2 separate regions of the Mus musculus genome follow, and region 2 is linked to region 1. The links are chromatin contacts, called in public Hi-C maps. All regions are on one chromosome and are shown on one strand. The core of a region is the stretch at or near the end of the contact, and the rest is flanking DNA. Distances in the headings are between cores, read along the strand shown. Region 1 overlaps Greb1 (gene regulated by estrogen in breast cancer protein). Region 2 holds the start of Rock2 (Rho-associated coiled-coil containing protein kinase 2).

Evidence for each region. A called contact is a pair of places that touch in the nucleus more often than the background predicts.
Region 2: a Hi-C map of gonadal supporting cells shows a contact between it and region 1, with 1.6 times the contacts expected there. The contact joins the promoter of Rock2 here to the enhancer-like site in region 1. A contact is called at or near these places in 1 of 39 promoter capture datasets (cranial neural crest) and 11 of 484 Hi-C or Micro-C datasets (the C2C12 cell line, Sertoli cells, embryonic fibroblasts and 6 more).

Annotation. Positions count from the first base shown.
Region 1 is chr12:16,722,374-16,725,692 of GRCm38.p6, reverse strand. Greb1 (gene regulated by estrogen in breast cancer protein) reads left to right here. Exons shown (of 35, transcript NM_015764.4): 7 at 753-935; 8 at 2,259-2,402. Among named protein-coding and RNA genes, the nearest start is that of Ntsr2, 71 kb to the right of the region's middle. Within about 2 kb of position 1,427, at least 10 of the 459 cell types and tissues checked have an H3K27ac peak or open chromatin away from gene starts, as enhancers often do.
Region 2 is chr12:16,893,400-16,896,504 of GRCm38.p6, reverse strand. Rock2 (Rho-associated coiled-coil containing protein kinase 2) reads right to left here and starts at 1,527. Exons shown (of 33, transcript NM_009072.2): 1 at 1,175-1,527. The coding sequence starts at 1,315.

The DNA.
Region 1 (3,319 bases), core at 178-2,677:
CATGATGACCTCCAGTTTCATTCATTCCCCCCACCCCCTTTAGATGATACAATTGTGTTCTTCACTGTGGCTGAATAAAATTCCATTGTGTGTGTAGACTACATTTTCTTCATCCATTCCCATATGTGGAACTTTTAGTATGCCCCTGTCTTAGTTAGGGGTTCTATTCCTGCACAAATATACCAAGAAGCGAGTTGGGGAGGAAAGGGTTTATTCAGCTTACAATTCCATACTGCTGTTCATCACCAAGGAAGTCAGGACTGGAAGTCAAACAGGTCAGGAAGCAGGAGCTGATGCAGAGGCCATGGAGGGATGTTACTTACTGGCTTGCCTCCCCTGGCTTGCTCAGCCTGCTCTCTTATAGAACCAAGACCACCAGCCCAGAGATGGTCCCACCCACAAGGGGCCTTTCCCCCTTGATCACTAATTGAGAAAATGCCTTACAGTTGGATCTCATGGAGGCATTTCCTCAACTGAAGCTCCTTTGTGTCAAGTTGACACAAAACTAGCCAGCCAGTACAGCCCCCAAGAGGATGAATCTCTCAAGCTTGCCCAGACTCTCTTCTGGGGTCCAGTCTCTTCGGTCTTGTTGAGTCAAGGGTGTCTGGACTCCCTGGTCTGATTACCAGGACAGGTTCTCTGCCTCTGGCACTCTCTGGGTGATGGTCTGAGGTTCAAGTTGTTTGAAGAGGAGGCTGGAGGGGAGTTGAAAGGGAGACAGAGAGGCTCATGGCATGCTTCTTTCTGCCCAGGTTTCTCTGGGAACTGTGTTGGCTGTGGAAAGAAAGGCTTCTGCTATTTCACCGAGTTCTCCAACCACATCAACCTGAAGCTGACCACCCAGCCCAAGAAACAGAAGCACCTCAAGTACTATCTGGTTCGGAATGCACAAGGGGCACTGACCAAAGGACCTTTGATTTGCTGGAAAGGCTCCGGTGAGGGAGGGGCTGCAATCTGCAGGGGCAGAGGGGAAGGGAGCTGGGTATGCATTCCCAGTGGGCATTGTGAGGCTAGGAGGGGGTGGGATCTCTGTACAGAGGTACAGGCCATAGCAGGAGGCTACTGAAGATAGATGCCTCTTGGGGATGGTTATAATTACAGACTCACTGGGCTGGGTAAACACTAGCAGAGGACCACCTGGTACTGAGCCTCTTTTTGGTGGGTATTAGGGACAGTGGTTCTTGTTCCCAGGGGACATTTATCACTGCCTGGAGATGCTCCTGATCATAAAGACTAGAGGCGGCTGCAGGCACTTCCAATACTGCTAAGCACCCCACAGTGTGTAAGACAGTCCCCAGCAAGAGGCTCCTGTTCTCAAGGTGTCACAGGGAGGAGGCTGAGAATGTTGAGTTTGAACAATGCCAGCCATCACCCTCTGCATCCCTGAACCCTGTGACCAAAGAGATAGCTCTGTAGTGCTGATCCCCAGGGGTGAGTTCGGCTTCACCAGGAAAGGCCGCAACGTGGCCCCTCAGCCTCCCTTGTATCTCTATCCACTGTGTTAAATGAGGAAGGGCACTGGCTGTCCTCGTCCTGCCCTGGGTGGTAGAGCATGCCCAAGAAGGAACTTCCCAGATGTAGTCGGGAGAGCTGTCCTTTCCCTCCTACTTTTCCGAATCTCTTGGAATCTTCCACACTAGTTCTTTGAGTGGAAGGAAGAGGTCCCGGGTGTGAGTGGCTGAGTGCTGTTCCTCTTTTCCTCTCCTCCTCTTCCCCTCTCGTTTTCTCTTCATCCTTTGCTTTATTCTGTGGCTGCTTAGTAAGTTCCCACTATGTATCAGGCAGTTCCCAGGCCCCGTGGGTGAAGCTGCTCTTCCCAATGGGCCCAGTTCTCTATCTTGCTCACAGTTCAGCACTGTTGCTGAGGGTTGGGGGAGGGGCAGTGTTCATGAAAGAGGATGTGTAGGGGTGGAGGGAGGTACTGACTAGTTTGTGCCCCGAGGCATTACTCTGTAGCTCCTTGGATGTTAAGCACAGAGCTGAGATAGCTCAGTTTCTTAAGTTGTATTTCTTGCTCCTCCCACTGGGCACTTTATTCTCTCTGTGGTTAGAGTCTTGGCCATCAGGCAGGGAACAGGTTATGGAACATGGCACCTCTGCCCTGCAACACACAGAAGCAGAGACTAGCGTGGCGCCGGCATCCTTTATAAATACTCTTGTGCCCCTCTCTCCTATAGACAGTTCTGCTCCAGGAAGTCATTCTGCAGCCATTGGAGAAGAGCCAATTAGATTTCACACGTGCTTCTTGTTTCCCTTAGAGTTCAGAGGTCGGCAGAACTCCACCAACACCTGCTCCAGTTCTCTCTTCCCACCGCTGGAGAGCTCGGGGTCCCTGGCTGCCTTCCCCACTGAGCCTGTTCCTGGGACAAACCCCAGTGTCCCAGTGGGAGCTCAACAGGCAGGTGAGACCTCAGAGTGGTGTCCCAGGTGCTAAAGCCACACACCTGGCGTCGGCATTCTTCAAAATAAATAAAGACAACGCTGTGTGTTGTCTCATTCTATGTCATTTTGAGTTTAAATTTCACTTTGCATGTTGTTGTTCTGTGTCATTTTGAATCTGTAAGTTTTAGCAACAAGTACATGTTGGCTTTCATTGGGAAGGCTTGCCTGCTCTCCTGTTTGATAAGGGATGTGATTCCCCCAGTGGTGGGATTCCGTATCAGAGTCCATCTGCATACTTAGTTCACTGGATGACAAGCACCAAGCCAGCATTTCAGGTGGATTTCTAGCCGGGTCTGAGGTTAGATCTGGTCATTTATTCCATGATGGGTATGCCTATTCTGTATGTGCACCTAAGACTCACCATGCCCTGTGAACAGTGGCATGTTTGGAAAATGGAGGCTCATGGAGGCTGAGGCTTGCCCAGGATCTCACAGGGATGGAGGGGGTCGGAGGGGAGGCACGCTTGCACATCAGGTGTTTCTGTTTCACACATGTGGTCCTGACCGTCACACAGAAGATGTCCGTAAGTAAGCATGGTTGCTGTTGCCTAGAAATGTCAGCCTTTCTGAGGACTCAAAGGTCACTGGTGGTTTTCATTTCTCTTGCCCAGAAAGTCGGTGCAGTATATTGCCCAGGGAGTGGAGCCAGGGTCCTGGGCTCTGCTCTAGGACCCATCTGTCACTGGCTGGAACATGCTGTCCTTCCGAGGCTCTAAGCTCCCTTCCACAGCTGGCCTCTGGCCTCTTCCTCCAGGCCCTTCACTCCCTTTTTCACTGTGGACTGGGGAGCCTACTGTTTTTGTGTCTAAGTAACTGACGGAGAGGCCAGCGCCACCATCCATGCTGGTTGTGCAATTCACTTAACTCTGGGAACTTAA
Region 2 (3,105 bases), core at 278-2,777, 170 kb before region 1:
TGAAGACTTCCAAAATACGTCCCACAAGAACACAGGAACCCACTACCAAACAAAAACACTCCCCCCGCCCCCAAAAGTCAAAATCTCTATATTTACACATCCTATAGAGCGATACCCACACTCTAGTCAGTTCCTGCGCTGTGGCCAAACAGAACTGAGTCACTCTGCAAATGATTCCAGAAACCTCAAAGGATAACCAACGGCCTCAGAAGAAAAGTTAGTCAGTGGAAAGGGAGGAGACAGTTTTTCTCATCACAGAGTCACTAGGCTTCTCCTAGCAGAGCTCAGGTCTGACATGCTTTTTGGCACAGAATGCCTGATCACCCACCCTAAGTCTAGACCTCCAAAGCTAATAGCCGGAGTATCTTTTTTTTTTCCGACTTCTCCTCAGGGTACACGTTCACACCACTTTTTCCCATAAATGCAACTCTAGGTGCACACTAATCAAATTCGTTTGCCAAGCATAATCGCTTCCCTCAACACGACCAGAAGTATACCAGCATTCTACATGGCATTTATTGTAAATCGTGTTCTTTTCTTAACCGAGCTCCAGTTAGCTGCCTTTTCCAAGGCTCTTAATTTGGATTTTGAATGCTATGGGAAAGACAAGATGAAGGGGAGAGATTTATCCCATTCTACAATTCAGACTCATTTCTTGGCTTCAGAGCAACAATCTCCGGAAATTTAATTTACATAAATTCAAATGTACTAAATAGCTACTATGGAATGTCCAAGAGCAACTGAAAGCAGCAAACTTGAGCTAGCTGTGCGTTCCCAGCTTCCTGACGAGCTCTTTGTCGTGTGCCCCCGGTGGTACTCCCAATAGGAAGAGCGTCGGGTTTCTTTCTCCCTGGGTTTTCACCCTAGCTCCCACACTGCGTGACACTTTCAAATTGGGTAGCCCAGTGTAGGAAGCACAGCCAATCCTCCACCTTTCCGCCCCAAACCAACTGGGTAGGCGGGAAGGAGACCAGGGGTGTTTCCTCCCTGCGCGCTCCAAGAACGGGGGCGGCCGAGATGACACTCGCTCGGCAGGGAGGTGGACCCGAGAATCCCAGGTGGGGTCTCCACTCTGGAACCTGGGTCTCCAGCTCCCCGGGCAGCCGGAAGCGGGGCGGGTGGGCCGAGGGGGGACCAGGCAGGGCGGGGAGTTCCCTCCCTAGCCCGCACCTACCAGCAGACTCTCCACGTTGATGGGCGAGCGAGGGTCTCGGATGAGCGCCTCCAGCTTCCTCTGACGGCCGGCGCCCGCCCCGTCCCCCGGCGCGGTCTCGGGGGCGCCGGGCATTTTCCCCGTCGGCGGGGGCCGGCTCATGCCGCTTCGCCGGGCCTAGCGCCGCCCGCGGAACCTCCGCCCCGGCACGCCGCGCGCCGCTGTCTGAGGAGCCGCCCGGCCCGGCCGGGAGCAGCGAGGCACACGGCGTCCCCGCCCCTCAGCCGCACGCGCGCCGCCCGGCCCGTAGCGAGCTCGCCAGGACCCGGCGGGCGGGAGCGGGGAAGGGGCGCCCGCGCCGCACCACCCCGCCCTCGGGGCTCAGGCCGCTAGGGCCGTCGCCCGTCCACCCGCATATCGCCGCCGGCCGCCTCGCGCGCCCACACGCCCGCTCCCCTCACACGCAGTCGGAGCCGCGTCCCTACTCGGCCGCGCGCCGCCGCTACCCACAAGCCCCTCCGCCCGCGGTCGGCTGCGCGCGGCCCGGCCCCGCCCCGCCCACCCCGGCGCGGCCCCGCGGCACGCCCCGCCCCTGGCCTCCGGCCACGCCCCGCCACCGGGCTGAGCAGCCAGGCTTCTTTTCCGTTCCCGCCGCCTGGCTAGTCTCCCTGCCTCGTCGGGCCGGTTCGCGGGACTGGGAGGCGGGACGGATGGCAGCGCGGTGCCCCGTGGTCCCCGTCGTGTGTCCCACGTCGCCGGCCGGACCCAGAGGCCTAGTTGACGTCCGCGCCCCCCGCCCGCTGTGTCCCGCTGACTCAGCGCGCAGCTATGCAAGCCGCGCCGAACTGCTGCGCCCCGGGTCAGCGCCCTTCCCAGGCCTGGTGCGCCTGAGGCCTGCGCCTGGGGCTCCCAGGGGGCGGGGAGGCCGCGCCCCTAGCCCGCGCTAAGAGTGTGGGACTCGTTTGAATCCTGTTGAGTCCCGGAGCTGGGAGGCCTGGAGGAGTTGTTTCTGCCTCCGGGTCATAAATCCTAAACTCTCAGAAACCTTTGTGCCCTTCCCTGACCAAGGTGCCCGCCTGGCCTTAGACCTTAGACACTGGCCAGGCGGAGGGAACAGGAGGCAATAAGGAAGCGCTTCTGCATCCGCGGGGCCCTTGCTTTTGGAGAGTGAAAGAGAGGGGCTGCTTCTCCGCATTCCTGCCCTCTCCTTGCCCCCTAGCCATTGGTCAGATCCTCTCAGGGCGCAATCGGAAAACTATGTGCCAAGAGCTATAAAACTGTTCACAGAGCCCCTTTGACCCAGTAAGGCCATTTAAGGAAGTCCAAGTGTAAGGAAATGATCCGAAAAGAGGAGGACTTTGCGTGGAGATGTTTACAGCAGGGCTATTCAGAATGTTCGCAATGACCAAAACCCTGGGAGTGGACCCAATCTTCCAGCAGCTGAATAATCCAAACAAGCTCTTGTCATATTCACGGGAAGAATCCTACGGGTATTGCAAGCCGGTTGAGACTAGGGAAAATTTACCGGAAGTGAAAAAATGCAAAGGGGATTATGAACACTTTGAAATGAGCAGCTAAACAAGTGAGAGAACACACTTGCTCCTAACTGAATGGGATTTTCCCCCCACTTCTAAAGATGTCAAGTAGGGTGGTGGCCTCATAGGTCTTTAATGCCAGCTCTGGGGAGAGACAGAGGCAGGAGGGTTTGAGGCTAACCTAAGTCTAGAGAATGAGTCCCAGGACAACCAGAGCTACACAGAGAAAACTTGTCTTGAAAACAACAACAAAAAAATGCTAAAAAGCATATTGAATTTTTAAATTTGAAAACTTGTACTTATGGAAGCTAGAGTGTAATGCCCCTGAATAGTGAACTGTAGAGCTCCCTGGGGTGTCAAGGTAAATATGCAGGTAGGCTACAGCCCTGGCCTGGCCAAAATTGCATGCACTTCACC